7 separate regions of the Mus musculus genome follow, and regions 2, 3, 4, 5, 6 and 7 are each linked to region 1. A link is a contact called in public Hi-C and HiChIP or PLAC-seq data. All regions are on one chromosome and are shown on one strand. The core of a region is the stretch at or near the end of the contact, and the rest is flanking DNA. Distances in the headings are between cores, read along the strand shown.

Region 1 (3,153 bases), core at 216-2,715:
TTTTATTTTATTTTTTAAATCAAAGTACAGCAAAGCCAAGCTTACCCCAAACTGGAGGAGACCACAGCTGTAACAGTATACACTTATGACTTGGAAGCCCCTTCACCCCACCCCCACTCCCCAGATCTGGAAAAGGCACATGGGAGTTGGTCACATTATCTTCTCGGTTCCTCTCCTTCCCCACCCCCTTCAGCCCCACACTGACAGGCTTCGCTGCCCTTTCTTTGCTAGACCAAATGTCGCCACAGCTGTGCGCCCTTGCCTGGCTTTGGACTTCAGCTCCTGAATTTTTTGGGTTGGAAGTTTACATCAGGGTGCAGCCTGGGCACATTCCACAGGAGGAGGCCTTCTTGGACACGGGGCAGGGGCAGGCGCTCTAGTCCTGCTCAGTGCTTGGCACAGCGGAGCCCTGGCAAAATGACTTGTGCTGAACAGAAATTCCTGGAGGGGGCACTGGAGTTCAACCTTGGGAGCAAGTTCAGCTGTTGTTGCTGGATACTTTGTTCTTTGCTCTACTCTGTTCCCTGGAGTGAAGAGACCCAGCAGGCAGCGGGGCCTTTCAGTGTTGGTCTCCAAGTCTCCCTGTCTCCTAGACCCTGCTCCTGAGAGGATGCCGAGGGGACAAAGCTCAACTGCACTCTTGGCCTTATTTGGGCAGGCACCTGCTTTGTGTTCTGGATGGCAGAGGGGCTGGTAATAATGGCTGCTTTTATTGACATTGAATTAAAGACTTGGTGAGCTCTGGGGCTAGTTTCCTCATGTTCTGTGCTGGCCTACACCTTCTGGCTGGGACCTTGCCTCTCTGTTCTTCTCTCCTTGCTACCGCTACTCAGGTGTAATATGTTCAGGGGCTCCCCCTGGAGGTGGGAGATAAAGCCAGAGTCTGAGGGACTAAATTGGTTTTGGGCGACACCCCAAGGTTCCTGCACTATCCTCAGCTGCCTGGAACATCTTTCAGGTTTTCATGATTCGCAGGCGTCCCCTTGACTCTCTCCAGCAGCGCCCGGAGGAGGCGCCCTCCCCACCTCCGCAGAACGGCTACTCTGGAGTTGTTTGGCCTCTAAGCGGGCTACTTGGGTGTGGCCTGTTTCCCTTTGTTGCACCCTGTTGTGCCCCAAGTGCCTGGAACTCCGGCTGGTCAAGTGTAGACGCCTCGAGAAAGTCAGGGAGGATGAAAAGTGGGTGGGAGAAGAGGAGCGAGGATAAAGTTAGGAGTCACTGGGAAGGAAGGAAGGAAGGAAGGAAGGAAGGAAGGAAGGAAGGAAGGAAGGAAGGAAGGAAGGAAGGAAGGAAGGAAGGAAAGAAGGAAGGGGTCTTGGAGGTGTGACTGCACTCAGGACATCCTGGCCCGGCCTGGCCCAGCCCAGAGCTGCGGTGGCTTGCGCGCGGCCGGCAGGTGGCGGTGCTCCCTTGGCTGCGTGGCGGCGTTGAGTCCCCTCCTCCCGCGCTCCCTCCCTCCCGGCTCCTTTCTCTGCGCTCTTGCTCAAGCTCCCAGCGCCCTCCCGCTCTCCCGGCCGCGGTGTCGTCCGCACCGCCCCGCCGTTACCTACCAGCGACCATGGCGCACCGGGGACCCCCGAGCGCCCCGAAGCGTCCTGGCCCTACTGCGCCGGACCGGAGCTTTCAGGCTCTGCTGCCGCCGTGCTGGCCACGTTCGTGGCCGCTGCTGCTGCTGCTGCTGGTGCTGGTGGCTGCCTGCGGAGCGATGGGGCGCTCCCCCCAGCCCGGGCGCCAGGGTCCCGGTGTGCAGATCACTAGGCTGCTGCCCGCGGGACGCACGGAGTCCGGCGATCGCAAAGATCCACAGGCACGAGAATCAGAACCCAGCGTCCCGGGTCTCGGTCCGGGTTCTGCTTCGGGTCCCAGCACCGATGGCGCCCCAGCTCCGGGCAAGGGGCGCAGGGCTCGGGCGGTGCCGGTGGCCGGTGCGGCTTCGGCTTCGCGCGCACAGGTCTCGCTCATCAGCACGTCGTTCGTGCTCAAGGGAGACGCGACGCACAACCAGGCGATGGTACACTGGACAGGAGAGAACAGCAGCGTAAGTGACCTCCGCACTCACCCCGGCCCTGCCCGGACACCTCGGGATACCCAGGGAGACCACCACAGCCCCCTACTTCCGGACCACCCGCGGTCACTCTGCTGGGCATTCTTGGCTACTTGGGGGACGCGGGTCACCTCGGCGGCGCCCCTACTGGCTTCTGGTTATGGGTTACTTTTGGAAGGGTCCTCGAATTTGTGAGATTCTGTCTCGCTCAGAAGGTTTTTCCGAAGATCTGGAGACCAGAAACACCCCTAGCCTCTAGATCTGGGCTACAGGGAAGGTCCCTAGAGTCGTCAGGATCTGGGCAGCATGGGACAACTCCAGGTCCTTGAGGGCTACCCAGCTCTGCGCCGCGTGGACAGTGGGTGGGTCGCCCACACACTGCACTGCACTCAGCAGCTCCAGAGAACACCTCTGGAATTGCCACCTCTGGCGTCCTTACTACTTCATTTATGCTGACCTCAGGGTCCATGATATCCCTGACAGTTCCATGTCCTGTTCGAAGGTTCTTAATTCTAGGATTGCTCCTCCTAGTGTGCCCCACAGCTGTCTTTGGTCCGAGTGGACCATGGGGTGTTTAATAGTATTTAACGTTCTGTGGTCTTTAGAGCAGTGCGCCAACTCCCTCCCTCCCTTTCTCCCATGCCTCTCCCTCTGCCCGGAGAGCTCCAGCGTCCATCCCGCTCCTGCTCTTCCAGATTTAGGATCCAGCCACTCCCCGTTCCTTTTTTTGGTAGTGCACCTCAAGGGGTTTGTTTTTCCTTGTTAAAGGTCAGAGTCACTCTGTCCCCTCTGGGGAATCTCAGGTGTGTGCACTCCAGGTTTGCAAGCCTTTGCTCTCCAGGGAAGTGTGTTTTCATGAAGAGAGAGAGCCAGGAATCCCTCCTCACTGCCTGTACCACAGTCCACACAGACTCTCCACTCCTCCCCCACCCCACCCCTCAGGAGGTGACTCCACCTCTTTTCCTTGTCTTCCAAGTTTTTTAGGAGACTGCATAGGGCCAGAGTCCCTGCATGCACTGGGAAGTGGAGTGAGCGGGTCTTCTCTTTGGGTTATCAGGTGGACATAATGAAGCTGCAGACACTTTTAAAACACCCCCCCCCCTCCCCGT
Region 2 (3,153 bases), core at 318-2,817, 500 kb after region 1:
CTGCAAGAGCCCCTAACCGTTGAGCCATCTCTCCGGCCCCAAAGAACACTGTGTTCTGTCTCCAACATCTCTGAATCCCAGACTGTCCACATACACACCAGCAGTGTCCCTTCCAAGTCACAAACTTCACAGAAACCTCTGTATCAACAACAAAGGTCGATCATCACAAAAGGAACTGCACTGGAGAGGTGACAATCCTAAGGCTGACATTTAAAAACGCATACATTTTACATGCAAGTTAGAAAATAACATAGCCGTTGGGGGCTGGTGAGATGGCTCAGCGGTTAAGAGCACCGACTGCTCTTCCAAAGGTCCTGAGTTCAAATCCCAGCAACCACATGGTGGTTCACAACTATCCATAACGAAATCTGATGCCCTCTTCTGGAGTGTCTGAAGACAGCTACAGTGTACTCACATATAATAAATAAATAAATCTTAAAGAGAGAAAGAGAGAGAGAGAGAAAGAAAAAAAGAAAAGAAAAAAGAAAATAACATAGCTGTTTAAGAAAATCTAACGAAGAAGTGGGAACAAAACACCCTTGGAAGGAGTTACAGAGACAAAGTTTGGAGCTGAGATGAAAGGATGGACCATGTAGAGACTGCCTTATCCAGGGATCCACCCCATAATCAGCATCCAAACGCTGACACCATTGCATACACTAGCAAGATTTTATCGAAAGGACCCAGATGTAGCTGTCTCTTGTGAGACTATGCCGGGGCCTAGCAAACACAGAAGTGGATGCCCACAGTCAGCTAATGGATGGATCACAGGGCTCCCAATGGAGGAGCTAGAGAAAGTACCCAAGGAGCTAAAGGGATCTGCAACCCTATAGGTGGATCAACATTATGAACTAACCAGTACCCCGGAGCTCTTGACTCTAGCTGCATATGTATCAAAAGATGGCCTAGTCGGCCATCACTGGAAAGAGAGGCCCATTGCACACACAAACTTTATATGCCCCAGAACAGGGGAACGCCAGGGCCAAAAAGGGGGAGTGGGCGGGTAGGGGAGTGGGGGTGGGTGGGTATGGGGGACTTTTGGTATAGCATTGGAAATGTAAATGAGCTAAATACCTAATAAAAAATGGAAAGAAAAAAAAAATCTAACGAAATCCTCGAACACAGGATGTGTGCCTTCATGAGCAAGTGTGCGTGCGTGCGTGTGTTTGTGTGTGTGCGTGCTACATATCTCCTCCCTACAAAAACTATAAAGGATTTTTTGAAATTTAAAACAATGATAAAAACTTCATACAAGGATCTAGAGGAAAAAGTTGGGAGAATCTTTGCAAAAGGGCATGGAGCTTCAAGGGCGCCATGGGCACAGCTGCCCCCTCCCTCCCCTTATCTCCAGACAGCCACAGCAGCAGGTGAGCTTGGTAAACCCATTGTTCCCAGCTCTTGTGAAGGTTCCATCATGGAGGCTGGCTGACTGCTTACAACCCTGGCCTTTGCCGATTAGCTCAGCCTCTAGCCCCCATGCTCCCCAGCCGCTGGGGGTGGAGCTGAGATTCTCCACCCTCATCCTGCCCCCGGAGCTCCTGGCTGGGGGGGGGGGGGGGGCCCTAGCCTGAGGCCTCCAGGCATCTAGCTGTTACGCAATGCTATCGAAATGCAATGCTATCGAAATGCAATGCTATCTCTCGCTCTCTCGGGTGAAGTGATGGTGCAGAGGGAAGATGTTCCTAACACCTCCAGTGTTTAGAGGGCTATGCTTCAGGCATTCCAAACCAAGAATCAAAACTAGAACCAAGTCTGTGCTTTCTTACTCTGTAGAACTATCTCACAAGACTATTGGGAAGCTGGAGGGCAGAGAAATGGGCATTGGGAGTTGGGGGCAGAGTGGGTGACCCCAACCCCACCCCTTCCACAGTCCCACTCTCTCAGTGTTCTCCCTCTCCCACCCTGCTCCCACTTCCTGCTTCTCTCCTCCCCTCCCCCTCTTCACCCACCCACCCCCACACACACACTACTTCTCCTCCCCTCTCCCCTCCTCTTTCCTCCCCCCGACACCCCCCCATCCCCCCACCCTCCACCCCTGCCTTCTCAGCTAAAACCTTCAAAGTGTTGGCCCCTTGGGAGCAGAGCTGGCATGGAGAAGGACAGGGTTGATTGCTCTGTTTTTGTTTCAAGCTCTGAAGAACTTTTGACTCCTAAAACCGTGCTCTTGTGTAACTGTGTTTAAGATGGGTATTTAATGTTTAAACAAAATCTGAGCCTTGACCGAGAAGAAGACCCGTACGGAGTGTGCATTCCTAAGCTTTAGGGAGCCCAGCCACTTTGAAGACATGGGGAAAGCTGTAAATCCCTCTCCCAGGAAAAACACACCCCCACGCAAAGCATCCGCACAGGAGATCAGGGCATTCCGAAGTCCACCCAGCCCGGGTGGGTCCTATCTTAAAAGGAAAGGTTCTAGGTGTTTTGTTTGTGTTTGTTTGTGTTTCCTTACAGAGGTGAGGGTGAACCCCAGGGCATCCTGCACCCTAGGCAAACACTCTGCTGCTGAGCTACACCCCAGCCCAGATTCTGGGTCGTCATAAAATTCCTTTCAGAGCAAAGCTAACCTTTCCTACACAGGGATGGGGGCTGTCTGCCTTGAAACAGTAGGTGTCCTGACCCTTGAGAATGTGACTGTCAGCTGAGCTGACTCATTCCAGCTGAGTCTATTCCAGAAACAAGGGGTCCTCCATCTAAGCCTTGAGAAGGCAAGGTCCCAAACTCCCCCACCTGGGTGTTTCTTCCACCAGCAGAATCTCAGAGGATTTCTTGGCAAAACTCTACTCTCAGCAGGCCACTTCAAGGCTCCAAAACCAGCTGCTTGAGGCTGACCTGTCTCCAGTACTGTAAACCTCCACAGAAAGTCAGAGCAATACATCTTTGTTTTTGAAACAGGGTCTCCCTCTGCAGCCTGGCCTCAAGCTCTCAATATGGCCCAGGTTGGCCTAGAACTCACTGGCATCCTGCCTCTGCCTCTCAGGTAAAAAGGTTTGCCACAAAATCCTGACATCCTAGGTTTGATTCTCTATGACTAGGCTCAGTGTCCGGAAAGGGCAAACCAGCTCTTGAAGTCATGAAAGTTGTCTTCTGTGTGAGCAAAGATACTCACACAACACACATGTTCACACACAGCACACATGCCCATACAGACAAACAGAA
Region 3 (3,153 bases), core at 389-2,888, 480 kb after region 1:
TGGCCCTCCCTGACAGAGGAGGCATGAGTCAAGTTTTACACCTGGTGCTCCCACTCTTGCCCACACATGATTTCCACAGTGCAGATATGTGCCTTCCCTGGACCTGCAGATCTCTGAGGGTCAATCCAGGAAGGCTATACTAAACACAGGCTCCCGTGTGCTGCCTGATAACTACTGTCTGAGTGGGGAGTGACCTTCATCTGTCAACAATTCATCACAGAAAATGCACTATGGCAACCTGAAATGTTCCTGTTGGTAACAGGATGGGACCAGAAGTTGTCTTTCTCCAAGACGGGCAGATATCACAAAGGCCTTCATCCCGGAGCCCAAGACGTCATCTTTATCAATGGCCTGAGAACTCATGAGTCTCTGCTCCTTCTGCACCCCCAGAGAAGTATGTTGCAGCTTCTGCTTATCTGTCTAGAACCCCACAGGATCTAAGAGCAGAGAGCAGAAGGTAAGCTAAGGAGCAGGTAACTGGGCCTAGCATCCTGAGTACCAGGAAGGAGTGAGTAGTGGGGAGGGTGAGACAAGAAGTTCAACAGGTTTCAACCTACCTAAGACGCCAGCTGATTGATTGGTAGTGGCCATAGGAGAGGCTGGAATCTCAAAGGTAAACAAACGGCACAGGCATAGGCTTGGGAGAGCCAGGTTCCAGAGCTCATCATCACCTCCATGATTAATAATGAACATGGCAAAAAAAAACCCAGATATGTTTTCATCCTCAGTGGTTGGAATGATCTTCACACTCACACACCTCCCTTCGACCAGACAACAGCCACAGCCCCACGCATCTATTCGGCTGGGAGCTTAGCTGTGTCAACTAAAGTGGCACTGAAGAAATCCTGCAAGAATAACATTCTTAGTGATTCCAATTATCACTAAACCCTGAAAACCTGCGATCTGAGAGAAGCAGGCGATAACTCAGTCACGTGTCCAGAATGCACCCGTCCAGCCCACCACCACAGAAAATCGTTTATGGTCTTCTCCTGTCTAAACTGTCCATTCTTTTTCAGGGCCCGAAACTGAATGTCAAAATGGCCAAGGACACCAAAGAAAGACGGAATGTGCAGATGGGAGGGAAAGGGACCAGGCTGCGGAGGAGGGAGTGGTAAGGGCTGCAGTGCAGAGGCAGTCTCCACATGCGGAAGACAGCTGTCACCAACTGCCACTGGCCCCTTGACTTGACCCTATCCACACCAGCCTAACCGGCACTCAGTGTGCACCTCATACAAGTATGCATGCCTCACACAGATGCCTTCTGAAACAAGACCTTCAGCCAACAGGGCCCAGAGCCCAACCCCTAAGAACATCTAAAAACCCAGGAAAGCCAGGAGCTGTGGTCTCCGTCCCAGCTAATGCAAGGATCCACTGAAGCACAGGAGTGGACGGCAGGGGCGCAGGGCACAGCAGCCAGGAGAATCATGAGGCCCGGGCAGAGAAAAAGACTCTGCCAGGTAGCTTGGCTCAAAAGCCAAAACCACCAGCAGCGCCCCTGAGGAGTCTCGGCTCCCAGCTCTGCTATCATTGGTCAACCGCTTTGCCTGAGTGAAGCCTTGCTGCAGTCAGGCTCCATAGCTGGGAGTCCATCCCAGACCTTAGCAGTGCCCTCCCCCTTGATAGCGAAAGTATTCTCTTTATACCAAGAATAGTTTCTGAGAGGAATGCAGTTTGAGGCCCACTGCTGAGAAGAGTGCTGGAAGCCTGCTCACAAGCTACTGACTGACTAGGAAGGATGCATGTAGAGTGTGCCCAACAGGGTGCAAAGTAAAACTTGATAAAGCTAAGAGGCCTCTGCACCCCAACTTCTCCAAATTCCTGTTGATTCAAACTGGGGGTGTCATGTGTCTGTACTTTCCACCAGAATACTCTGGCTAGGTCATGGCTGGAGACATTATTTTCAGCTCTCATTTGTACAAGCACAGGCAATGCCTCTCTCTGTCACCCCAGTCCCAGAACTGTAGAAAGCTCCTTCTGGAGTCACCCACCCTGATGCCACATGGGTGTGCGGGAAGGAGTGGGAAAGGACCAAGAAGATAATGTCAGCCAGGAAAGACTCAGGCGGGGGCTGTGAGAGCCGATTCACCCCAGGTAGGCAGCATGCCTCCACGAGACCCTGGATGGCTAGACTGGGTGAGCAAGAACGTTCCTTCAAGTTCTGTCATTTCCCTAGACATGGCTGAAAAAAAAATAAAGGCTGGAACTCCGAAGCCTGAAATGTTCCCGGATCCTAAACTTTCTAACTTTGTGCAGCTCCACTGTGGAGTTCTGGATTAGGAATGTTTGACCAGTGACATCCACACACTTCAAAACCCAAAACAAAACCACTACATTCTGAGGTACTCTGGCCCCAAGCACTTTGGTGAAAAGAGGTTCCACCTTTAAAGACACAAATTCTGAACTCTCAACATTAAACAGAGACACTAAGGTCCAGAGCTCAGAATCCTGCCAGTACCATCCTTCTCTGGCCTCTCTTGTCCCAGCATCCTGGAGATGCTGCAAGGGAAACCACCTTCTCAACCACCCTCTCATTCTGTCAAAAACTACTTGGCTCAGGGCTTAAGAGCACCTTCTGCTCTGGCAAAGGGGCCCAAGTTTGGTTCCCAGCATCCAAGACCAGGTGACTCATAACTGCCTGTAACTGTAGTTCCAGGGCATCTGATGTTCCTTCTGGCTTACACACACACACACACACACACACACACACACACACACACTTTTTAGACTTACAAACTACTCACTCATAAAGAAGATCTCAACTGACTTATACACTTAAAAAAAGAAAATAAAAGAAAACCTAGGTTTTTAAAAAGAACACAGAGGACCATCTTTGGACAGTTCTACTTCTAAAGTTTGGGGTAGAATAAGTAAAATTTTCATGATTCCAAGATAATCAACAATGCACTTCACTAGCTGTAAAAAAGAGCAATCTTTCTGAGCCAGGCATGAAGAGAACCCAGCTGGCTGGGATAGATGATAATCAGGTCTCAGCAAGCTCTTGGTCCCAACTCCCAGGGTGATGCGTGGAAGGAAAAAGCTATCAATGACCTGACATCTGACCAGTCCCTCACCACGCCATCTGCTTCTCCCTCATGCAAATTTAAAATGATTATGCCCTGTCTTGAGACAGAGCATGGGCTGCATCTGTCTGTC
Region 4 (3,153 bases), core at 376-2,875, 450 kb after region 1:
GTGATACCCACCAGCTAGGAGACAGATACTTCAGTGAGTGGGCAGAGTGTCTGGGGGTGACTGGGTAGGTCTGGAATTGCCTGGGCATGGAAATAAAAGGTCTAGAGATGGAGTCAATAGAGTAGGTAGCGTGACACCCACAGGGGGAGGCCAGGCAAGGTGTTCCAGGAAAGAAAAGTATGCTTTCTCTCATCTGAGTAGTTGATCATGGGTTAATTATGAAGGAAGATAATGCATACACACATATACATAAAAATACATACATACATACATATACATACATACACACACACATACATACATACACACACATACATACATACATACACACAGCACAACAACAAACAAACAAACAAAACAACAATTACTACTACTACTACTTTAAGCCAAATGTGTGTAGTACTTGCTCATAATCTCATCATTCAGGAGATGGAAGAGAAAGGATTCAGAGCTCAAGACTAGCCTGGGCTACATAGTGAATTTGAGGCTAACCTGAGCTATCTAGCAAGATTCTGTCATAACAAAGCCAAAATCAAATAAAAGGCCAAGTTTCACCTTGCATTTTGTCTTACATGATGTTTTCCCTCATTTTCCATTTATTCCTTCAACAATTTAAAGGTAGGCTCTATGAAAGCTATGAAAGCTCTCACCATCATAGAGCAGGGAGAGGGCTCTCACTGCAGAGAAAAGCAAGAGAGGAGGAAGAGGACCAACGGGTGTGGGGCCAGGAACCTGGGCCCCAAACTGCTGACTCTGCATCAGCCCTCCCGCTGTCTGCACTGGAAATAAAACGGCTCTTTCTCATGAGTGTGGAGTACATTTTAAATCACTGCATATAGCATATCACCATCTTGCAGCGATTGCATCAGATTATAAAGAAGGGCTATGTTAATATTTTTCATGCTTTAAAATCCCCAATGGCATCATTTTTGGCATATTCTATATTTGGAAGAAATTCAGGCCACACATGTGGAAAAAATATGCACTTCGTTTAAAAAGGCTGAACAAAAAAAAAAAGAAGAAGAAGAAGAAGAAGAAGAAGAAGAAGAAGAAGAAGAAGAAGAAGAAGAAGAAGAAGAAGAAGAAGAAGCACATCCAGTGATCTAAGAGCCAATGCGAGCAAGACTCCCATAATTCACTGGGGGCCATGGTCTCTCTTACAGTGTTATCTGCTCCATCACGTGGGGAAAGGAGAAACCCAGATTTTCTCCTTTAAGGACTCACTTTTGAGCAATTGCTTCCTGAGGTTAATTTGAAAGACAAAAGGCAAAAAGCAGACAGTAAAACTCCTGACCCAGTGACCAGCCTTGGTTTTTACCGGAAGTGGCCTTGGGAGCTGGGGGGACTGGGGGCAGGAATGCCGCCTCCAAGGCTCCTCTCCTTGGAACCCCCAAGGGGACAGCACCTGTAGCCAGAGTCCTGAATCTTCTACGCCCTGCTTCTGGATGTACTCCACCTTCCTGTTTTGCCTCCAAAACAAAACAAAACAAAACAAAAAAACCCACCCTTCTTTTTGGAAAGCTTTTGACTTTCCAAAAGAATGTCCTTTCCCTCTGCCCTCCCCTAGGCGCCTCCACAGGCTCCGGCCTCTGCTGTGACCTGGCTGGGAGGAATTTACTGACTCGCTACAAATGAGAAAGTCTATCTTGCAGTTTCTGGCAAGTCTCAACACTGCTCATTTCCACTGACACAAGCCACAGGCCCCGCGGGGTGGAAGGACTTGGGTGTGGGGGAACCATGAGCCCTCCCTGAAGAGGTGCCAGCGGGCTGGGCTGAGCTGGGCTGGGCCGTCGCTTGCCTCCCCTGTGGTAGCGTCTGCATGTACCAGTTGTGGTCCTGTACTTCGGACTGCCAATGGCGGCACAGCCCCACTGGGCTCCTCACCAGCAGCTTGGTGTCTTTGATGACGCAGAGCAGCTTGGTCCACTGGCCAAAGCGTTTCTTGCGCAGCAGGAAGGCACAGATCTTGGCGTCTTTCACCAGGTCCATAGAGGCCTCCTCTGACGGCCACTGATGCCGAGTTTTCTTCCCCTTCCCGTCCTCTTCCTCTTCATCATATGACTCATAGGAACTGCTCATGGCATCAGAGTCATAATCTGTGGAGGAGAAAAGGGTAGAGGTGAGAGGCCGACCCTCCAGCTCACCTCACCTGGCCTTATTTCCAGCCACCGTAGGCTTCAGTGAGAAAGGGCTTCCGCCCTGGCACTGGGGATAAAACTTGCACAAGTCAGGCACTGAGAACACATCAAAATGCTTCAAATGCAACGACTAAAACATTGAGATTCATTTTTTTTTAAATCTCTAGATTCGTTCACATCAACAGGATGATGTCACCCCAATGGCAGCATTAACTGTGCCCTGCCTTGGGTGGTCACTCGGGAACCATGTCCGTGAAGAGTCCTCTGCTCCTCTTTATCTGGCCTTGATTAAATCCACCCCCACCCCAGTCTTCTTGTTGACACTACCACCCACAGACCCTTCAGTACACTTGGGATCCACCAGAGGCCACCTCTTCCCACTGGCTTGCCTTGGATCTGGGCAGGACTGGTCCCATCTCTCTAACAGAACAAATCTCACTCAAGGACACCCCAGTTCTTACACTTTCTCCACACATAGCCTGCTCCCTCTTCCTCTGGGCTCTCTGTACACACCCGAGCTGCCCCATCTCCCTCCTCTCTCCTGGGATAATGTGTGTTCATGTCTAGCATTAAGCTATGGCTCCCTCTGGCCAGTACCATGGGCTCAAGATTCCCTGAGACTCTCATGCTGAGTGAGGTCTTTAGGCTAACATGACTGCATCTGATGGAGCTTTTGGATTACGATTCAGATGAAATCTGTTACCAATACGACCATAAGGTAGAGTCCTAATCCAATGGGAGTGGTGAGAGAAAGGGACAAGAGGAAAGAGGGGGGAAGAAGGGAGGGGGTGAGGACATGTCCAGAAGGCACACCTCTAAGACAGGCCATCTGTAAGATAAAGCACTGGTACGATAACTCTAGCATGGCCCAAGAATTTCAGCATTCCAGCCTCTGAGCTGAGAGTGATTTGAGGCAGCAGCCTGAGCAGGCCAACAGCACACTGTGTCATAGGCCCTTGTGACACACTGTACACACTCCAACAGACTCCTCACTGTGTGCACAGGTCAGCTCTTT
Region 5 (3,153 bases), core at 294-2,793, 430 kb before region 1:
CACAGGAGGCAGAGACAGGAGGCCCCTGGAGCGACTGTCTGGTCAACTTAGCCAATCAGAGAACTCCAGGTCCAGTGAGACATGGTATTTCAAAACACAAGGTACAGCGTGATATAGGAAGATACTCAGCATCAACCTCTGACTTCCACACACATGCACACAGCATGTACATACACCACACAAAAAATAAAACACGGTACAACATTCTAGCTTACGACAATCCAAACATACACTAATGTGATGCTCATATGTTGAGAAATTATGGAAGGAAAATATTAAATATTTGTTTTTGAGAGTAAACCATTGTTTCTGTAACAGCATAGATGTTGTCTATTTGCTGAAAAACAACGCAATTCACAGCATATCTGAACCAAAATGTTCTGGGTGGTGTTTGCTGCATAGAGTGTCAGCCTTCACAGTGCAAAGCGCTAGTGCCATGTGTTCAGATCCAAGGTGGCAGTGACATCATCTGAAGTACCATGAGTGAGCACCGCCAGAAATACCTCCGATTCTTTAGGTTTGAGTGTGTTACTAGACATTCGAAAACTTTACCGTTGCCAAAATTTTTGCAGCCCCACATATGTGGTCACAACACACATAATTTAAGAAGCTATGATTGGGCTGGAGAGATGGCATAGCAGTTGACAGCGCTGGTTGCTCTTCTAGTGGACCCAGGTCCCATCCATAGAACCCTTGTGGTGGTCCACATCCCATTGGCTAACATTTGTCATGCAAAGGAGGCTGGGAAATGTAGTCCACCTGAGTCCTAAAGCGGTGGCCGCACAAGTTGGTAAATGGCTGCCCACTTCTTCATGGAAAGGTCTGACCTCTTGTGGAATCTAGAGGTCTCAGGTCCGTGGACAGGATAGAGAGGGATCTGAGCTTGCTCAAAGAACAGCTTGGGTTTTGGTCGCATTTGCTGAAGGGCAAGTGACAAAACAGGCTAGTCAGAGTCACACCTCTGGCCCCACCACAGCCCAGAAAACCCCAAACTATAGACCACCTGCTGGCCACGGAGGAGCTACAGAGGTGATTCAGGGAACTGCTCTCTTACCAATTGTAAAGTCACCAGTTTTAATTGGCTGAGAGATGGGGACTTCATTCATTTAGATCCCATGTCCCTAGCAACTCATGCCTCCTCTATTATCACATCCCATTTTATGGGGATCAAAGAGATTAAACATCTGCCCCAGCTCACCATCCAAGACCCCAGATTTGATTCTGAACCTACCAACCCTGACCCTTTCGTCGCTGTGTCTGTAAAAAGCCAGTTTCGCTTCCTTAAAATGAACTAAAAAATTTCAAGTCAAGCCACCCTGAGGCTAGAGGTCTGCGTCGGAGAGCGTGTTATCCTGGAAGGTTTCCCTCTGTGTAGACAACAGCGGTCTCCAAGTCTGGAGGTAGTGGCCTTGAGCTGCAAGACCACCATATAGGGACGAAAGCTGCAATACACACTCTAGCCGACAAGGGGCGCCGTACCACACAAAGCTCGTGCCCTGCCCGTGGCTGGCAGCGCTCGCGCATTCCTGCCGACAGGCGGCGCCGCGGGTCCCGGACCCGGAAGTGGACCGCTCTACCCAGGACCCGCTGCCCTGGCAGCGTCCCACTGCCCAGCAATGGGGCCGCTGCGCTGGCTGCCGCTACTCGGCCAGCTGTTGCTGTTGTGGCCGCGGGCAGCTCAGCCCGCCGGCCCGATCCGGGCCTTCGTGGTGCCCCACAGTCACATGGACGTGGGCTGGGTCTTCACGGTCCAGGTAAGTTGGAGCGTTCCTGAGCTCCTTGCACAGTAACTGCCTCCTGCGGAGTGCACCCGACCCAGCCGGGAAGAGAGGCGACCTGGGCTGCAGCACCCCACCCCACCCCCCAGCCTGATCCCCTGCAGTCTGAGCCTCAGCCTCGGGCTGGCCACTTCCTGCCTCGGAGTCCTGATGGCATCTATCTTATTAGACGGTCCCTGCAAAAGTTAAGGCAGAGGAGTGTGTCCCCAAAGTGTGGATTGACAGGTAGCCAGTCTCAGGAATAAGCCTGGAGTACCTTGGGTGGGGTAGGTTTCCAAGCAGGTGGATGTCAGCTGACTACAGGCAACTGGGCTGGCCCTCTGTGGTGCTGACATGAGGGCTAGCCAGTTCAGCTTCCTCTTCACACTCCTACCCAGCCAGATAAGCTTGGTATGGGGCCTGTAACCTCGAGGTTCTTTCTGTTCAAGACCTTGGACAGAGCGGGCAGGGAGAGGCTTTCTGTCCACTGGCTCAGGTTCCTTGTCTATAAAGAGAAAGTGGTGATTCCTGCCACATACCCCTAGGTCTGAGTACACTGGAGGTGTTAGGCACCAGGGTACTTGGTCTCTTGTACTTCTCTTTGGTCCTTTGGACTCATCACCACCCTTGGGGCTGTTGTGATGGCTTCTGCCTCCCCAGGAAAGCATGAGAGCCTATGCAGCCAATGTCTACACTACCGTGGTGGCGGAACTGGTCCGCGGAGGGCAGCGGCGCTTCATCGCCGTGGAGCAGGAGTTCTTCCGGCTGTGGTGGGACGGTGTGGCCTCTGAGCAGCAGAAACAGCAGGTAAGGTGGGGACAGGAGTGTCAGGACATGGGTCCCTAAGGTATCCGAAGTGTGAGAGGAAAGTTCCAGGAGGAGACTAGATAGGGAGTTCCAGATGTGCTCAGGAACATGCTAGCTGTAAAGACAAAACAACAACAACAACAAAAACTAGGCTTGTGGTCAGGGCCACTGCCCATAGACAGGGTGACGTCATCTTTCTGTCTGTTCTTGGTAGGGGACCGGACATACCCCTAAGCTAGGCTAGCATTTCTCCCAAAAGGCAACAGGAATTGGTGCTTAATCAACACCCAGGTGAACTTTGTCCCCTCCCCTATCTGCACACACTGACTCTCCCCTGCCCCTGGCTGGCCGTGTTTGGAACCCCTGTGGCTCTGTGACAGCTTAGTGTCACACAGTACAGAGAATGTGGGCAGGCTGGTGCCTGATCCTGCCACTGGCATCTGTAAGCATGGCTTTCTCTTCTATAAGACAAGATAGCCTGCTCCCCGCCCTCAGACAGCTCATGCCAAGGATTCTGAAGAGACACTTGGGGCTTGCCATTGGCATGTACCAGCTCTGGGGGATTGTTGCATAGACTTACAGGTATAGC
Region 6 (3,153 bases), core at 238-2,737, 430 kb after region 1:
TCACTCCGGATGGAGTCTGCCCACAGTCATCAGATGCTGCCGCTTTCCCAACATTTCAGCCATAGAAGGATGATTGCATGAGACAGGTCCTCCCTTAAGTTAAAGCATGACTTCATGGGACATTACCATATTTTAATACATTCTTGGGATTTAAGTTTCAGAGAGAGAGAGAAGCAGGAAACTCAGACATGTTCACAGCTGTGTTTGTCAACAGGCCCCCATGGCACCTCACTTTCTCAAGAAGTGATTCCCAAGTTTTCATTTTCTTGGGGAGGGAACACAGAGGTGAATAAGGTCAGGCGGGGATCTGCCAGATCTTCCAGCTAAAGCAGACATCTGCCACCAGAGGGCGGCAGAGTGCAGCCAGGACCTTAAGACCTGGATGTGGACGGGCTTGGAGGCTTCTGGGGAACAATTAGATGAGGGATTTGTTGTTTGATTTTTCCACTGGTTTTTATTCTTTTTCTATTTTTATAACCCCACTTATATTATAGTAATGTGCTAATATATCTTTAAAACTGGGTAATTTCAGTTTAATATTTTGAGATTCTTTCCACTCCAAATTCTACAGAAAGAAAGGCAAGATTAAACAAGGTCTCGTTTGAATTCTAAAGTTAACTCTACAGGCCTCAGAGTCTACCTTTTTCACCCGAGCCTGGGCAGGGCTGAGTGTGCAGATGTGTTTCGTTGACTTTAAAGCACAGCAGGTAAAGAATAGACAGTGGTGGTAACACAGACCCTTAGCCCCTGCCCAGTTCACCTCCCATGTTCACAGAAACCAAGGAACCGTTGGAACCCACATCCCAGACAAGCAGCCCGAATCCCCAAAGCAATGAGTGGCCTTGCCAGCATCTTCTGGGCCCTGCGCTGAGTGATGGTGACACTGCAGAGCAGTGTCATAATCTAGCAATGCAATGAGGCTTGGACCAGTCTGAGCTCCCAGGTGGACAGCAAGAGGAGGCCTTTGTGCTTGTACCTAGGATGATGTGACTAGTATAAGGCACCTGTGTGGGGCAGAGAGAGGGTAGACAGACAGGAGGAGGGCTGGAGGGAGGGTACATTTCCAGGTCTCACGGCTTTGCTTATAGAATAACAAGAACCCTGGGACTTTGTCAGACCATGGAAGGCCAGGAAAAAAAAATCATCTTGGGTTTGGAGTCTTGGTGTGTCTCTTGGGTACATTACCCGGAGGGCTGCAAACAAGCTGCCCAGACCAACACTAATGCATCCCTCAAAGGCCTCTCAAGGGATGAAGATGGCACCTAGGGCCACCCAGCTACCTCTGCAGCTCTGCTCCCCACCCACGAAAGCCCTGCAAGAGCACCCCAGGAAACCACAGCACCCCGTCTAGCTTAACCAGACTGCAGTGCACAGGTGTGCACCAAGCTCAGCTCAGTAATTCCCGGGACCCTTTTCTGCCTGCTCAGCTGCTCTGCCCTTCTGGCCCCATCAGCTTAGCACTGTCTCCCAGCAGCTGCAGGGGCTCAGCTTGGCAGGGTCAGTCCCCCCGGGCCCCAGTCCAGCTCCCTTCCTCTGCTGAGAGCCCTGCAGCTGCTCTGAAAGGCTGAAAATGGCCATTGTTCCCTGTTCCCCTAGAGACACGTACCCTTACCTCTGGTCTGGCAGAGAGCTGCGTGTCCATTTTAGAGTTGTGCGGACAGAGGCCATTGTCTCGGCAGAAGCCAGAGCTGTGACCAGCAAAGTCTCAGGCCCCTGCTCTCAGGATCACCCAAGCTCTCAAGAAACTGACTAGCATGGAGACAGTAATGCTGTGGGCATCTGTGGGCAGGCCTGCAACGCTGTGCTCTTCTGATAAGGAAGTGCCATGACTTACAGGGAGTCAGAGAGTATTGAGGAGTGGAGTCACCCGCTTGTGAGGGCAGGGGCCACCAATTCTGCTGAGGCCCGAGACTCATGACTTCTCTGAGGCACGCCATTCTCCTCTGCAAGAGGAGGGCCCAGACTGTGACCTCTGACCTGCCTTGCCATGTTAATTAATACACAACCATTCCTCCTTAAAGCATTTCTACCTCTAGTCTTGAATCCCGGCGCTCAGGAGACAGATGCAGCAGGCAGATCTCTGTGAGTTCAAGACCTGCCTGGTGTATATGGTGAGACCGTGTCTCAAAAACAATAATTTCTTATTATCTCTAACCTAGATCAGTTGAAAAAAAAAGCAGAAGCTAAACTCTCCTTAACTCCAGACTGCTGTCATCTCAAGGGCTGATGACAAAGGCAGGAAGAAAGACTATGTCCCCAAGAGCTCCAGGAAGATGGAGAGGTTGGCCAGGAGCAGTGTGGCAGTGTCCCCAGCCTCTCCCAACTCGGTCACAGCTTTGTCCAGCTGTCTGCACTCCAGCCAAGTTCTCTCCTCATAGAAAGGAATATGACATGGAGACCTTCATTACCAGCTGACCTGAGTCTGTCCTGTTCCCAGCAACTACTTGATGATAAATAGTCCAGGGATCTGGGGTGCACGTAGCTCCTGGTACCTATGGATGCTATTATTCTTTCCTGACTCGGAACCCAAGGAGGGGAATCAGTAGGAAAGAGGGGACTGTAAACAGAATGACTCTGAAGGAAGCGTGTGTTCACACTGATGGGAAGCAGGCTCTGAATAGTAATCTACAAGGGCGTATTCCTGGTCTTGTTTTGTTCTGGTATAGGGTCTTACTATGTTGCTGTGGCTGGTTAGTACTCAGTACATAGCCCAGGATAGCCCAGACTAGTCCAGTCTAGCCCAGAATAGCCCAGGCTGGCCTTATTGGCAATAACCCTCTATGCTTCTGCCCCCTTGGTACTAGGATTACAGGCATGTACCCTCATACCAGGTTCCATTCTTGGTACTAGGATTACAGGCATGTACCCCCCATACCAGGCTCCATTCTTGATATTTTTAAGGAAGGAAAGGGCCTGGAGGTAGGACACTAGCCTAGAGCATCTCTAGTACTATAAACAAATCAAAATCGAAAGGCGAACATTCCTTTGCATTTATGAAGTTTTCCTCCTTGAAAGAGCTACTCAGTTCCCCTAAATGTGGCTACTAGGACTGTTACAGTGTGGTGTTGTTACCATTCTTGTGGACGCTGTACCCAACAGCCTGCCCACAGCCTAACTTAGGTGCCATGATAGCACCCTCCACTGCTTTGCTCT
Region 7 (3,153 bases), core at 189-2,688, 390 kb after region 1:
CAGATGTGCAAGCCATTCCACGGTGGAGCGAGACCCTTAGCCACGGTGCCAGCCAGATCTAAGAATGCTCAGACCACCCATGACCACAGCGGGTGACTGGCATGGTCACAGCAGGGACCAGCATGGGAAACAAGTCCTCACGTCATAGTAAGAGCACCAGAGACTCCGAGTAGTGAAGGTGACGCAGTTAATTTTATGACCTTACAGAGTTGTGGGTCAGCCTAGAGAAAGGGCTAGAGTGGCTGGTGCACAGATTTAGTGAAAAAAAAAAAATGGTAGTCTTTATGTTTCTCATCACAGTTCCCTGCCCCTGTGAATGCATTAGCCGAGTTCTTCAGAGAGGTACAAACTTCAGTGATCTAACATAATCCCTACCCCAAACTCCCAATCCTCCTGAATCCCACGATTCCCTTGTTTCTGCTCCATCCCATAGCTGCCTGTGACTTTCCAACCTTGGATAAACTGAGAGCAGAGCCAGGCAAGCAGGCACCAGCTGGGAGCTAAGGAGGACAGCGCCCAGCGCCTCCTGTTCCTGCAGCTGCCTCCTGGGCTCTGGGCTCTAGATATGCCTCAATCTTAAAGTGGACCAGGAGGAGTTGGTCCTTACATTGGTGGGACCAGGGGAGGTAAGAGATGAGAAGGGAGAGAGAGCCCTGGGCAAGAACTAGATCAGGTGAGGGACATGGTCCCATAGGCCCTCAGGTCAAGATGGGAAACTAGGAAAGGAGCCAGGACCTTGTGGCTGCAGTGAGAGTGTGCTCTGAAGACAAAACCACTGGGACTCACTTCTGGCTGAAGAAAAATGTCACTGAGTGCCTAGTTTGGGGCCTGTCAGGGTGCTGAGTAAGAGACAGGCACGGTCAAGCTCAAGAGAACAGACAGTGTGGAAGTGGAGTATAAAATGCTGGAGCCCCACCAGTGCCTAATGGGCCCATGTGCTGCTCCTGGGGAGAGGGGTAGGCTGGGACAGGACAGCAGCCAGCTTACGAGTGAGTCACACCACAGTGAGGCCACGGAGATCAAGTGTGGTGGAGCCCAGAGCAGAAGGTACCCATCTGCAGGACAGGGCAACACAGGCAGATGTGCTGGGCCCATTCCCAGGACAGGGCAACGCAGCCAGATGTGCTGGGCACGCTGTATTCTTAGGAAAGTCAGAAGTGAGGTGGGGATACTGAGGAAGCAGAAGACAGGAAATTATCTGGGGAAGAGAGAAAAATGGCCATGGGGGTGGGGCAAGCAGGAAAGTCGGCAAAGGGAGGAGGGCCTCTACAGATTTGGATCACAGAACCGAGTGGAGACCACCCTAACTATGGTGTTCTGAGCTGACAGAGTGGTGTATGTGTGTCCTCAGGCTACTGAAAGGCTGCAGCACCTCCAGACTCCATGCCTTCTTCCCGTGAGGTCTAGAGGGTTTGATCAGATCACGTGGCCAGCACAGGAAGCCCTTTGGTGTGTTTTGGTGCCTTCTGCTCCGCCTGTCAGCTATAAAGCAGGAGTACTGCCTCCAAATATAGACATAAGAGACAAGATGGCCAGCGCACCCGTAGACAAGAACTACCAAGGGTCCCCGCATCTGGTACAAGAGACAACCAGAGATGTTGTCATGGTACAGTGTGCCTGGACCATGCAGGGTCAGCAGCAAGCATCGGGTGGAGTGGTCCAACCTTAGTTCTAGGATGCAGGCAGTGGGCTATGATAATGAATTGCAGTTTTCCAGGCTGTGTGAGTTCTTTGCCCTCCCTGTGTGTCAGCAGTCCTTGTCCCACCCTAGCCATGTATCTCAGGTGGACATACCTGCAACCAATTGTGCACTCTGTAAGCCCACTAGAGGGACAGACTGTGATCTCAAGGCTGCTGGGCATTAGACATCACCGCTTTGTAGGTCCCCTACGGGGTGTGATATGAGCTTGGCCCAGTGACATTCTAAGGCAAGCCTATGCTGTGTAGCAAAGGGGATAGAAGCCTCTCTCATGCGTATAGATTTGGGAGTGGTTTCCCTGAGCTGTGCTGTCAGCCATTCAGGTGCCTCCATGATCCCTTAATCTCCCTTTTCAATCATTCCAGATACAGCAAACGGATTGGGCATATTGGTCTTATTAGACCCCCACTTTGCTCCTCAGAGATCCAACCAGCAGTATGTCTTATGTGTAGCACTCAGCATCACATCTGGCAGACCGCTGAGGCAAACATCCCTTAGAAGCAGGGGGCACAGGCTCTGGATTGGCCAGTCTGCACAAGAACAGTCACTTGGCATTTCTAGAGACAGGTGGGCCTGAAGAGAGCCACACTGTGGGCCAGCTAGACTCCTAGAGGGGAGGCTTGCACCCTAGGCAGGAAACAGCTGCTCTGCTCTGCCTGGTGCTTACGAAGGGTCCTTGTTGGGGCATTCACCATGTTCCTGTACTGCCTGGCTCCCACCTTCAGCTCAGGAGGAATGCATACCTGTCTCCTCCCATGGAGCCTCTATCCCAGATGTGCCTCCCACCTGAGCTCTTGACTGCCTTCCCATGAGGAGAGAGGTGTTTTTAAACAGCCTTATAAAACCCATGTCTCTGTCACAAACTTCCCAAGTCACAGACATCTAATAGTGTTTCCTGCGGAGGCTCCTGCTGTGCACCTAATAGGCTCTGTGACAGCGGGTTACAGACTATAAGCCACAGCACAAGTACCCTAGGGGGCTCTGTGGCCAAGCACTCAGTCATCCTCTGCTTTAAATGACACTGAGGAGACCCCTCATTCTCATCCAGCCCACCGGGACTCCAAAACCAAAGACATCACTTAAAAACTGGCTCAGTGACACTTGGCCAATGCTTAGGTCTCAATGGATGACCCTGGACAAGTGAGGGTAGGTTCTTCCTTCTCAGAGCCCCAGGGGCCCCCACAAACTGAATTTCTCTGATGAATAGCTCTGTGACCTCACAGTTGCCCTGAAGTCTGGGTCCCATCTCCAGATCCAATGCAGTAAGATCCTCCATCACCTGTGATCAATGGCTGGGCTGCGCCCATTACCCAGTACCTAAGCCATGAGTGGCTCGAATGGACCTCCAGGTTAACCCATGCCCCTGAACACCACCAACACATACATCCCTTACCACACTCCCCAGAAACTCAGACCCAATGGCTCTCCATCCAGATGCCAAGCCCAGTAGTAGG

What was found. Hi-C and Micro-C count contacts between places; a contact is called where the count stands out from the background. HiChIP or PLAC-seq counts read pairs in DNA pulled down with a chosen protein or histone mark.
Region 2: a Hi-C map of embryonic stem cells shows a contact between it and region 1, with 2.9 times the contacts expected there. The contact joins the enhancer-like site here to the promoter of Sorcs2 in region 1. A contact is called at or near these places in 5 of 39 promoter capture datasets (cranial neural crest, embryonic stem cells, hippocampal neurons and 2 more), 2 of 15 datasets of contacts at CTCF or cohesin (pro-B cells and stem cell-derived epiblast-like cells), 9 of 484 Hi-C or Micro-C datasets (the HL-1 cell line, cerebral cortex, embryonic stem cells and 4 more) and 12 of 115 datasets of contacts at active chromatin or transcription factors (astrocytes, cardiomyocytes, differentiating embryonic stem cells and 9 more).
Region 3: a contact with region 1 is called in an H3K27ac HiChIP or PLAC-seq map of epiblast stem cells, with 3 times the contacts expected there. The contact joins the enhancer-like site here to the promoter of Sorcs2 in region 1. A contact is called at or near these places in 3 of 39 promoter capture datasets (cranial neural crest, hippocampal neurons and liver) and 6 of 115 datasets of contacts at active chromatin or transcription factors (cardiomyocytes, embryonic forebrain, embryonic hindbrain and 3 more).
Region 4: an H3K27ac HiChIP or PLAC-seq map of epiblast stem cells shows a contact between it and region 1, with 3 times the contacts expected there. The contact joins the enhancer-like site here to the promoter of Sorcs2 in region 1. A contact is called at or near these places in 3 of 39 promoter capture datasets (cranial neural crest, hippocampal neurons and liver) and 6 of 115 datasets of contacts at active chromatin or transcription factors (embryonic basal ganglia, embryonic forebrain, embryonic hindbrain and 3 more).
Region 5: a contact with region 1 is called in an H3K4me3 HiChIP or PLAC-seq map of bone marrow-derived macrophages, with 7 times the contacts expected there. The contact joins the promoter of Man2b2 here to the promoter of Sorcs2 in region 1.
Region 6: a contact with region 1 is called in an H3K4me3 HiChIP or PLAC-seq map of stem cell-derived neural progenitor cells, with 17 read pairs. The contact joins the enhancer-like site here to the promoter of Sorcs2 in region 1. A contact is called at or near these places in 13 of 39 promoter capture datasets (the 3T3-L1 cell line, the C10 cell line, cranial neural crest and 8 more), 12 of 484 Hi-C or Micro-C datasets (CD4 T cells, the G1E-ER4 cell line, cumulus cells and 8 more) and 9 of 115 datasets of contacts at active chromatin or transcription factors (craniofacial prominence, embryonic basal ganglia, embryonic forebrain and 6 more).
Region 7: a contact with region 1 is called in an H3K27ac HiChIP or PLAC-seq map of regulatory T cells, with 5 times the contacts expected there. The contact joins the enhancer-like site here to the promoter of Sorcs2 in region 1. A contact is called at or near these places in 17 of 39 promoter capture datasets (the 3T3-L1 cell line, 3T3-L1-derived adipocytes, the C10 cell line and 13 more), 1 of 15 datasets of contacts at CTCF or cohesin (embryonic stem cells), 5 of 484 Hi-C or Micro-C datasets (B cells, the C2C12 cell line, embryonic heart and 2 more), 15 of 115 datasets of contacts at active chromatin or transcription factors (craniofacial prominence, double positive thymocytes, embryonic basal ganglia and 11 more) and 1 of 9 other capture datasets (liver).

The regions. Positions count from the first base shown.
Region 1 is chr5:36,396,451-36,399,603 of GRCm38.p6, reverse strand. Sorcs2 (sortilin-related VPS10 domain containing receptor 2) reads left to right here and starts at 1,465. Exons shown (of 27, transcript NM_030889.2): 1 at 1,465-2,038. The coding sequence starts at 1,559.
Region 2 is chr5:35,899,810-35,902,962 of GRCm38.p6, reverse strand. The region is part of intron 1 of Afap1 (actin filament associated protein 1); the gene reads right to left. Among named protein-coding and RNA genes, the nearest start is that of Afap1, 8.1 kb to the right of the region's middle. Within about 2 kb of position 1,567, at least 54 of the 459 cell types and tissues checked have an H3K27ac peak or open chromatin away from gene starts, as enhancers often do. A contact at or near this core is called in differentiating embryonic stem cells, embryonic stem cells, pro-B cells and 1 more, where this site is marked.
Region 3 is chr5:35,920,201-35,923,353 of GRCm38.p6, reverse strand. The region is part of intron 1 of Afap1 (actin filament associated protein 1); the gene reads right to left. Among named protein-coding and RNA genes, the nearest start is that of Afap1, 28 kb to the right of the region's middle. Within about 2 kb of position 1,638, at least 115 of the 459 cell types and tissues checked have an H3K27ac peak or open chromatin away from gene starts, as enhancers often do. A contact at or near this core is called in epiblast stem cells, where this site is marked.
Region 4 is chr5:35,946,978-35,950,130 of GRCm38.p6, reverse strand. Afap1 (actin filament associated protein 1) reads right to left here. Exons shown (of 17, transcript NM_027373.2): 5 at 1,885-2,096. Among named protein-coding and RNA genes, the nearest start is that of Afap1, 55 kb to the right of the region's middle. Within about 2 kb of position 1,625, at least 58 of the 459 cell types and tissues checked have an H3K27ac peak or open chromatin away from gene starts, as enhancers often do. A contact at or near this core is called in embryonic stem cells and epiblast stem cells, where this site is marked.
Region 5 is chr5:36,829,039-36,832,191 of GRCm38.p6, reverse strand. It overlaps Man2b2 (mannosidase 2, alpha B2), which reads left to right and starts at 1,543. Exons shown (of 19, transcript NM_008550.2): 1 at 1,543-1,754; 2 at 2,418-2,564. The coding sequence starts at 1,617.
Region 6 is chr5:35,969,240-35,972,392 of GRCm38.p6, reverse strand. The region is part of intron 9 of Afap1 (actin filament associated protein 1); the gene reads right to left. Among named protein-coding and RNA genes, the nearest start is that of Afap1, 77 kb to the right of the region's middle. Within about 2 kb of position 1,487, at least 67 of the 459 cell types and tissues checked have an H3K27ac peak or open chromatin away from gene starts, as enhancers often do. A contact at or near this core is called in forebrain, neural progenitor cells, pre-pro-B cells and 1 more, where this site is marked.
Region 7 is chr5:36,004,591-36,007,743 of GRCm38.p6, reverse strand. No RefSeq gene overlaps it. Among named protein-coding and RNA genes, the nearest start is that of Gm52811, 79 kb to the left of the region's middle. Within about 2 kb of position 1,438, at least 36 of the 459 cell types and tissues checked have an H3K27ac peak or open chromatin away from gene starts, as enhancers often do. A contact at or near this core is called in double positive thymocytes and regulatory T cells, where this site is marked.